Regions from separate parts of the Ovis aries genome. Here regions 1 and 2 are each linked to region 3. Evidence: chromatin contacts called from public Hi-C data. All regions are on one chromosome and are shown on one strand. The core of a region is the stretch at or near the end of the contact, and the rest is flanking DNA. Distances in the headings are between cores, read along the strand shown.

Evidence for each region. A called contact is a pair of places that touch in the nucleus more often than the background predicts.
Region 1: a Hi-C map of hypothalamus shows a contact between it and region 3, with 5 times the contacts expected there. The contact joins two enhancer-like sites. A contact is called at or near these places in 7 of 16 Hi-C or Micro-C datasets (blood, hypothalamus, liver and 3 more).
Region 2: a Hi-C map of hypothalamus shows a contact between it and region 3, with 5 times the contacts expected there. The contact joins the promoter of ELMO1 here to the enhancer-like site in region 3. A contact is called at or near these places in 3 of 16 Hi-C or Micro-C datasets (hypothalamus, omental adipose tissue and tail adipose tissue).

The regions. Positions count from the first base shown.
Region 1 is chr4:61,395,886-61,399,102 of ARS-UI_Ramb_v3.0, reverse strand. No RefSeq gene overlaps it. Among named protein-coding and RNA genes, the nearest start is that of ELMO1, 64 kb to the left of the region's middle. Within about 2 kb of position 1,897, at least 5 of the 54 cell types and tissues checked have an H3K27ac peak or open chromatin away from gene starts, as enhancers often do. A contact at or near this core is called in hypothalamus, where this site is marked.
Region 2 is chr4:61,459,502-61,463,041 of ARS-UI_Ramb_v3.0, reverse strand. It overlaps ELMO1 (engulfment and cell motility 1), which reads right to left and starts at 1,451. Exons shown (of 23, transcript XM_060414767.1): 1 at 1,271-1,451.
Region 3 is chr4:61,633,375-61,636,721 of ARS-UI_Ramb_v3.0, reverse strand. All of the region lies in intron 5 of ELMO1 (engulfment and cell motility 1), which reads right to left. Among named protein-coding and RNA genes, the nearest start is that of ELMO1, 170 kb to the right of the region's middle. Within about 2 kb of position 1,806, at least 10 of the 54 cell types and tissues checked have an H3K27ac peak or open chromatin away from gene starts, as enhancers often do. A contact at or near this core is called in hypothalamus, where this site is marked.

The sequences.
Region 1 (3,217 bases), core at 648-3,147, 240 kb after region 3:
GCCACTCAGTGCAGAGACAGAGTGCTTTATGCGGTCTACATTCTACAGCCACATTCCATTTTCCATATGGGATCTTCTAACAAGGAAAGCTGTTTACATTTTAATTTATTGTAGCATGCAGCTCCTGCCAACGCCATGTGTCACCATGATTTCCATATGGGAGCCCTCCCTTCCCCACAATGATGTTTATTTGGTCTGTACAATTTGTTTAGATTCTCCTCATGGAAATTCAGGATTTGGGGTTTTGAAAATAACTCTTCCAGAGCTCCTACATGTGGTGAACTCCACAAGAAAGTGGGTTTTCCTGAACCTTATGGTAAACCAAGCAATTACCATATATAGAAAGGCAACCGAACTTAGAGGGACATCGACTCATCTTTATGTTGCCACATAACACACAGTACAAGGTAACTCAACTCAAGAGGATGTGCAGCCTCTGAGAGGCCTGAGGGCTATTCAGTGGTCTAGTTCTTTTTTGGTCTCCGAGCTTTCCACCCTTATGCCCTCTCACTCTCCCCTCACCTTGACTCTGAAAAAGGAAGAGGGAACATTCTGGAGACAGAAATTAAATTAATTAAGCCTATCCTACCGCTCTTAGTGATGGGTTCCCCCGTCATTTCTTTTCTATAGAAAAAGGCTCATGGTTCACACACTGGGTCTTTGAGAGCAGCAGTATTCCACTGCTGGACAAAGAGAAAAATAGTTTTCTTTTCTACTTGGGGGGTGGGGGGCAGAATTGATGCAGGGGACACGTGACTGTCAGCTCACTCAGGATATGCACAGAGGAATTTCAGACTGCTTTAGACGTTATAAGATTGTAAGTTAACAGCCAACAGAGGTATTTACGGAAATTAGACCATCTTTCCAGTCATTTATCAGTGTGCCTCCAATTCCCATTGCAAGGCAGGTGAAATAATAACGGGTTTGGGGAACTTGAATTATATTCAATGCAGGAAAGAGAAAGCTATCTGCTTCTAGATTATCCAAATAAAGGGAAGAACTAGAATTGCCTGGGCAGATAATGCTGCTGCCCTCAGTTTTAACTGGGGGAGGATTCCGTGCAGCCTCCCAGGGAGAAGGCAGAGAGCTAAGGCTCACTGATATTACACAAAACCCTCCTGGAGAATCCCAGTGCCAGCCCTGAGCCTCCCAGGCTGCTGGAGACCAGAAGTCAAAAAACTTCTGGTCAAAAATCAAAAAAAGTAAAAAATCTGCAACCTTAAATGCGACAGCAACGAGTTTGACTTCCTTTGAGAGAGGAGAGAGAAAACTCTTGTCATAAAAATGCTGCTCTCTGCCTTTAAAATGATTCCCTTGGTGTTTTAAAATAATAAAATGGCAATATCCTTTTAAGCCAAAGAGCAATCTCCCCAAAGTAATTACTGCGCATCAAGGATAATTGAAAATATGTAGAAAATTGAGGGAAAGAAAAGGTATCTCTTCCGTTAAAGTGAATGTAAATGGCAGCACTTTTATGGCATTTGGTTATGACAGTGTAGCTCACAGCTGCCAAGAAGGAAAACACCGAAATACCTGAATCCCATTAATTTTACAATAGTATTTCCATAGGGCTTCCACTGAGACTTAGTCTAGTTCTTACTGTCCTTTCGTGGGAACACCAATACAATTATTCACGGAGAACTTTGCAAGAAAAGTTGGAACTTGGCACCACCAGAAAAACCAGCACAGAGCAGTTATTTCCATGTCATTTAAATGATGTGATTAACTCAGTGGAAGAATTATTTATCCTCTGTCCTCTAATGTGTTGTCTTAGAAAGACTTTCTCTTTGAAAGACAATACCATTCATTAAGCAGCAAATTAGAAAATGAACACACAGCCAAAAGTGAAGGTGAAACACCTCCTTGACTCTCTTCTGCCCTCTGCTGGGCACTGTGTATCTCCTCTTTGTCCAGGGGGATTAAAAAAAAGGGTATTTTCCCATCTCAAATCTTTCCAAAAGATAGTGTCGAGGTGGGTCTGGATGTGACGAATCACTCTATTCTGACGGATCTTGTAGGTAAATTTCTTAAGAGTGCGTCAAGTGTTTACTTGTTGTGTTTCTATTTGTTTAAATTATGCATCAGTTCAGTTCAGTTCAGTAGCTCAGTCGTGTTTGACTCTTTGCGACCCCATGGACTGAGGCACGCCAGGCCTCCCTGTCCATCACCAACTCCCGGAGTTTACTCCAGCTCATGTCCATTGAGTCAGTGATGCCATCCAACCATCTCATCCCCTGTCGTCCCCTTCTCCTCCTGCCCTCAATCTTTCCCAGCATCAGTGTCTTTTCAAATAAGTCAGCTCTTCGCATGAGGTGGCCAAAGTATTGGAGTTTCTGCGTCAGCATCAGTCCTTCCAATGAACACCCAGGACTGATCTCCTTTAGGATGGACTGTTTGGATCTCCTTGCAGTCCAAGGGACTCTCAAGAGTCTTCAACACCACAGTTCAAAAGCATCAATTCTTCAGCTCTCAGCTTTCTTTATAGTCCAACTCTAATATACAGCACATAAAATTTACCATTTTAACAGTACACGGTTCAGTGGCACTAAGTACATTCCCATTGTTGTGACACCATCACCACCATCCATCATCAGAATTTTTTGCATCTTGCTAAACTGAAATTCTATATCCATTAAACACAACTCCCCACCGCCCCTCCCCACCCCCTACACCTGGAACCCACGATGACCACTCTTCTGCATTCTGTCTCTATGAATTTGACTATCCTAAGTACCTCCATATAGTATTTGTCCATTTGCAATCATGTGTTAATTATTACTTATAATAAAGAAGTAAAAGCATATGTAGGTAACAGTGAGGGGAGATGAAACAGAGTATATAACTAGTATGTATTTGACAAGCATGTGAAGGAGACAGGAAGTCAACATAAGCAGAGTGGCAAATAGAGAGCAGAATCACAACTCCTGGCAGGTCCTTCACTCTTACAACCCTGTGGCAGCTAAAGTGCACGAGGACACAGCTGAATAGGAGGCAGAGCTTGGTTTGAGCTAGGATTTTCAGATTCCAAAGTTTCACTGCATTGGTATTTTTATCAACCAGTATCCTCCAGGGCACCTCCTTACCTTTTACAACATTAAGAAATTCCCCAGGGGTAAAGAACATGTCTCGTCCTTACTGTTCTCTCATGCATGGAGTGAACTATCAGTTCATTTAGTATGTTTGGCCCTGAGACCTGAATCTTAAATATCTCTCATCT
Region 2 (3,540 bases), core at 202-2,701, 170 kb after region 3:
TCAACAACCCTTGTCCGGACCAGTCAATTTCAAACAGACCTAGGCGGCAGAGGGTCACTCGGCGGCGTGGACTCCACGGCTCCAGAGCCCCTCTGGGTCTCTCGGTCTCTCTCTCTCTCTCTCTCTCACACACACAGACACACAGACACACACACACACACACGCTCGCCGCCCTCGCGCGCGCCCGCGGCACCACACGGACTTCCCAACCCCAAACACACGCGCGCACCCGCACCCCACGGCCGGCTTGAGTTCTGTATTTCCTCTTCCTCAAAGCTACTCTTGCGATCTTAGCCGCCCCACTCCGCTTCGGATTCCAGGGCCCCCAGAGCTCGGCTACCTCCCTTCCCTGAAGGCGCGCCCGGTGCGCCCCTCCTCTGATGCCAGGATCATCCATCGACTTCCCCCACCTCCTTTCCGGGTCCCAGCCGGGACTTCTGAGTGTCCCCGGGAGGCGCGTATTTACTAACAGTCGTCCGGGGCTCCCAGCTGCCCCTGCCGCCCCTTCGCGTCCCTCCAGGCCCTCCACCCCTCTAGCCCATCACCGTCCCCTGCCAGGAGCGCGCTCGCCGGGGGATTCCCTCCCATCTTCGAGCGCCTGAGAAAAGCCGGGAGTCCTCGCTGCCAGTCTTTTCTCCCGCTCACCCTCTGTGGTGCCCAAGCCCCCAATCCCACTCTCCCTGTCCTGAGTCCCCAGTCCCCCGGCTCCAGCACCGCAACCCCAGGTCGACCCCCTGCAACCGGCCCTGGCCGAAACGTCTCGGCTGGTTCCCCGGTCACGAGCCCTGCGCCCCCTCCTCGGAGCCCCTCGCTCGGCTCCCATTCCTCCTGCCGCCTCCCCCTCTGCCCTGACTTCCCCAACTGCGGAGTGCCCAGGCGCGCCCGCAGCCTTCACCCCGCCGAGCCCGGGGCCACCCCCGCCTGCGACGCGGCGCCCCCAGAAAGGAAACAAAAGTCTCCGCGGCGCCCAGAGTCCCCCGGAGCAAGACGCCTCCTCCTCACCCCAGCCCCAGGTCCCTCCCGGGCCGCGCTGAGGTCAGCGAGTCAGGGCGCCACGCCAGCCCAGGAAACTTTACGAACCTGCCCGGGGTCGCAGGACGGCGGCGGCGAGGGTTCCCAGCGATAAGATCTCTGGCGACCCCGCGACTGTGGAAGGGGAGCCGGAGAGTCTGTCTCCCAGCTCAGGGCCCCGGCGGTGTGAGTGGCTCTGCCTCTATCTATCCCGTGCCCATCCTCGCCCGCTCTCGCTCGTCCGAGCACACGCACTTACACTCCGGGTCGGCCGGCTGCTGCGCCGCCGGCTGCCGCTGCTCTCACTTCCTCTTCCTTCCTCCTGCTGGCCAGAGACACATTTTGCATCTGCAAGGCATCCCGAGATTAGCCGCGAACTCTCCTACAGAGCAGACGCTGCGGAGTGGCCGCCGGCGCCCCCGGCACCTGCGCCGGGACCCGCGCGGTTGGCGCGTTCGCTTCCAGCCGGCGCCCTGCTGCCTGCCCACCGCACTTCCCCTGGGGGTTATGGGGGCGCCCACGACTTTTTGAAGTCCCCCTACTTAAAGAGAAATGTCAAACACTATGCACGCCTCAGTTCTGCTATAAATAATATGTGTGCAGAGCATGACTTCTCGGATGAGCTCACAAGCGGCGTTTTGCAGGCACTAATTAACTCCGTCACCCTCATAGCGCCACCTCCGGGAGGCCGGGAGTGCGTGGCATTTTTTTTACAAGCTCAATTTTGGCAGTTGGTTTGGGATTTTGAGGGGAAACTTCGGTGGGCCGGTTTTAAAGCTACTTGAAGAGGCTGATGTTTGTTTTGACGTTCTGCCTGGACTCTTGGACAGCGCGACAAAATTAACGACAGAACGTTTCCTCCTCCTCACAGTCACCTGTGCGCTTACAGACCACGGGATGTATTTCTCAACAATTAAGCCAGGGATTCCCTAATTTTGCATAACTTTGCATAAAGCAAGACGTTCTATCCCCAATTTGGTCTGTAAGGTTCATTATTTGATTCATACAACCTACTTTAGTCCTTTTCAAAGCAGAAATTAAGCACGATAATTGAGTTGCTGCCAGAAGGGAAATGACAGTTGTTGGAAGGTTGCAGGAGAAACACCTGGCCTCTCCAAATTCTGAAGTATCTATGCTGGCTCGACCAGAGAAGGAAAAGACAACTGCTATGCATTCCCTGCAAACTGGCAAAGGAGATAAAGTGGGACAGGGAGGCATTAGAATGTAAGCAAAGATGCTTTTTAGGTTTCAGTCCCACCCACTCCACCACCTAGGCCCCAAAGGAGATTTAAATTTTAACCCTGCACTGACTGCAGCCATGAAATTCAAAGATGCTTGCTCCTTGGAAGGAAAGCTATGATAAACCTAGACTGTATTAGAGAGCAAAGACATCACTTTGCCAACAAAAGTCCATGGTAGTCAAACCTGTTCACAGTAGTCATGTCCAGATGTGCGAATTGGACCATAAAGAAGGCTGACTGCCAAAGAATTGATTCTTTCAAATTGTGGTACTAGAGAAGACTCTTGAGAGTTGCTTGGACTGCAAGGAGGTCAAACCAATCACTGCTAAATAAAATTGACCCTAATTATTCATTGGAAAGGCTGATGCTGAAGCTGAAACTCCAATACTTTGGCCACCTGATGCAAAGAGCCAACTCTTTGGAAAAGACCCTGATGCTGGGAAAGATTGAGTGCAAGAGGGGACAGAGGCGGCAGAGGATGAGATGGTTAGATAACATCACCGACTTAATGGACATGAATTTGAGCAAACTCTGGGAGAGAGTGAAGGATGGGGAAGCCTGGTGTGCTACAGTTCATGGGGTCAAAAACAGTTGAACACGTCTTAGCGACTGCATAGTAACTGTCCATTAGTAGCCAAGAGCTCCAAGCAGCTATTGAATGCTTGAAACATGGCTAGTGCTAAGATGTTCTGTAAGTGTAAAATAGACACTAGACTTCATGTGAAAATAGAAGATAAAATAGCTGGTTAATAATTTTAATGTTGATTACATCATTCCAACAAATGACGATAGTTTAGATGTGATGATTCAGTTGGGTTAATTATTGGGTTAAGACATAAATGTATGCTATATATACTAATTTAAAATAATTTTACTGGTTTCTTTTTACATTTTAAATGCAACTACTAGAAGAAATAAGATTATACACATGGTTCTCATTAGTGGCTCACATTATATTTCTAGTGAACCACTCTGATCTGACCCCTTATTATATGCATAACCCCAGGAGTTAGTATCAGGATCGTGAATACTTGGGTGCAGATCATTATAAACCAATAACTTAAAGCAGGATGATTTCAGGAAAGTAATTTCACTTCTTTATTTCCCCATCTGTAAAACAGTAATGATATAGTAATAACAGTCAACAGGGCAGCTATCAAATGAAGTAATTTAATAAGCAGTCAGTAAATGGGGCCTTTACTAATGATGATGAGATGCTTATAATAATAAGTATGAATTTGATCCACAACTTTCTAGCTCAGGCACATAAAGACAGCCGCAGACATCA
Region 3 (3,347 bases), core at 557-3,056:
ATGCCACCTCTCATGCCACTGACTGATGATGACGCCTTTTGCTCTCCAAGGAAGTCAAACTTGGGAGGTAAACACAGGGAAAGGCTTGGACTTACTCTAATTTCATAAGTCTCATCCAGACAATGTAGGGCATCACTGAAGAGTTGGGTTTCCAGCTAGGATAGTCTGAACTAGATCCACATCTCACTTCTTACCTGGGGAATCCGGTACAAGTGACAGAGCTGCCCTCTGTGTCAGCTTGTTCGTGTGTAAAATAAGGATAGCGCCTGTCTCCTAAGGCTATTCTGAGGATTAACTAAAATAATCCATTTAAAGTGCTTAGGACAGAGAACGGCACCTTGCAAACACTCATGAAAAAAGTTAGCTCATGAAAAAAGTTTATTATTAAGTGTAAAAATAACATCCGAAAAGCACATTGCTGCATATACTTATTTGTTTTGAGCTAGTCTCTATATGTAATCCAGCCAGTAAAAATAATAGTGCCATCTAGGCAATCCTGAGTCTCAGACTTCAGGAAGTCAACAGCACATATCCAGCGGGATAACAAATGCTATCAACCATACGCCTATTCCATCAGCAGATCAGCACGGCTGAGGGGAGGTCTGGCACACAGCATGCTCCACATCAAAGGCTGAGGACCTGGCACCCACTCTTTTATCATACTCTCGGGCCTCTACGTCTGTTTCAGAAGGGACTTCTTTGATGCAGTCGTCCAAGCATCCAGCAAGCGGGGTGTGTGTGTGTGTGTGTGTGTGTGAGAGAGAGAGAGATTTTACTTACTTATCCTGCCCATTGGCTGTGTCCCTCTACCTCCTGTCCATTCCCTCCAGTTTACCCTGACCAATTCACCTCCATCCGCTGATACGCTGCCCCAGCTGGCATGGATCCATTCCTCCTTAGTGAACTGAGAAATACTCTAGCCAGCTTTGTCTGATCAACAGGTTATATCAGTGACCTTTGGTAAGCAGATTTCAACAGGATCAATCCAGCAGCATTCAATAGAGGCACCCTTCTCAGGCCAGACAAGGAACATCATTAAATGACTTATAAAAGCATGTGTGTGTGCATGGCAGGGGTACTTCCCTGATGGTCCAGGGATTAAGGAAGAAAAAAAAAAAAAAAGACTTTGTACTTCCAATGCAGGGATTGCAAGTTTGATCTCTGATTGGGGAACTAAGATCCCACATGCCTTGTGGTGTGGCCAAAGAAAAAAAAAATAAATTTTAAATTTAAAAAAATTAATAAATAAAAAATTTAAAAGATATGTTCTTTAAAGAAAAGCATGTGGGGGAAGGAACAGCAACAACAAAAAAAGTGAACTCCCTCCCTCCAAACAGAGAGGGGGATTCTGCAAAACTAAAGAATGTATTCATCAACTCACAGAGCCAAGAAACTGTCCCATGCCCCTCTCTGGGAAATCAGCCTTTAATCCCTGATTCTCATGGGATCTTCATACCACTGGCTTGAGAATCACCATGAGTATTAAAATGCAGATTTCTGGGACTCCCCAGCCCACCAAGCCACACACTCAGAGGCCTCAGCAGCTACATTTTCACTATGCTTGCAAATAATTCTGCTGCACAGTAAAGTTTAGAATCATCCCGGTCTAATTCATAAGACCATGCAGCACATTTAGAGTCAGTGTTTGGAATTTCAAGGTAATAAAGTAAGGCAAACAAGACTAATGGCAGCTCCTCAAAAATGAAGAGAGAGCAGCAGAAAGAACATTTCTGCAGAGAATGTCCTAAAGTAACAGCACACAATGTACGGGAAGAATGACAAGGGGCCCAGTGAAAGCTGCTAAACCCCGCTGTCACAGCTACTGCCACCCAGCAGTGGCAGACTGTACTAGCCCCTGACATTCACAAGCATCTCCATAGGATGTCTTTGTGCTTCTTCACAGAACCAGCTCAGTGACTCGGCCTCTGTGTGAATCGGATAATAAGATTCCTCAGAAAAATGTCACTGTTGTCATATTTTTCCTTCTGAAATTTTGTTTATCTCAGTAGGCCAACTTTCTATGTAGCCAGGCAATGTTAAGAATTATTCCCTGGTCCAAAATTCCAAATTCTACCCCCTTCCTGTGACTGAGAAAGGAAAGCAGGAGGTCAGAGGGGGAGGGGGCACTCACGACCAGACCCCTCAAGTCCAGGCAGCTTCAGGACCTTTTCTCTGGTTCTGCCTTTGTCTGTCACTGTCTCTCTCTCCTGATGTGATGGGGTCCTTACTTTGGAAATAATACCAGGAAATAACGCCGTCCTTTGCATCCATTACTCAGTCATCACAGAGGCTGATTTTTCACTGTAAACCTGATCCTTTCTATCCTTTATGTGTCCATTTGCATGATCTTCAAATCTCTGGGCTGAGGGAAATAACTGAGGACCACATATGACATGCCGGTTGCCAGGTTACCGAGCAATGCCTCTAGACAGAGGACTACAGGTCTAACATTTGAGGAGGAGCATAGAAAACTAAAATAAATCTGAACCCCCAAAGGCCAGGAGGAAAAGGCTGAGAGGTGAGGTGGGGAAAAAGAATAAGAAAGATAGGGTGGCAAACTCTTCTAAATGCACATTTCCCATAATTCATATTGCAGACTTCCCTGGGGTCCTTACCATCAAGGACCATGTTCCTTCCCAGCCCCACACCCCAGCTCCATATAGCTGTAGCAATTCATCATCACCCACGGATGGAAGGAGCTGGATTTGACTTCTTTCCACTCTTTTTTCATGCCACTAACTAGATTCTATGCTCAGTTATTGTCTTTCTTTAATCAATTTATTTTTCATAACACTCATGTACCATTCACACAATTCCCCAAAGGAAAAGAAGATAGACAAGACAGGTGATAAGGAATATTTGGCTAATTACCTATCTGTGCTGTGTAAACACAGACCACGTTAGGGGAGGGCCTGTTCCATCAGAATGCTTTGTTCTCTTTCTACCTGTAATAAGATCTGGGTAAAAGGAGTGGAGAAAAGCTGGTAGACAGTCCTCAGGAGCCCAGGGAATCTGTGGGATGTAGTGATCCCAGGGGAGGAGCCAGAGGAGAATGCCTGTCCCCCTTTTCGTTTTCATCAACTGCTTGTAGGAGACAAAGAACAATGTTTTCTGGAAAAGAACATGCTTATCTTAAAGGAATAGGCACTATTAGATTTCACTGCTGCTTGGAAAGAGGCACCTTTTAGAAAGCCAGGGAAGATGCTTGCTTTCTCAGCCAATTTCATATGGCAAGAGTGAGACACATCTACCTTTGCCTGGTATCTGGGCCCTAGGACCAAAAGCTCAGGGTAGAACCCAATCCATGTCTCTGTCCCTCTAACATCCTAGAGAAGAACTGATTAAGT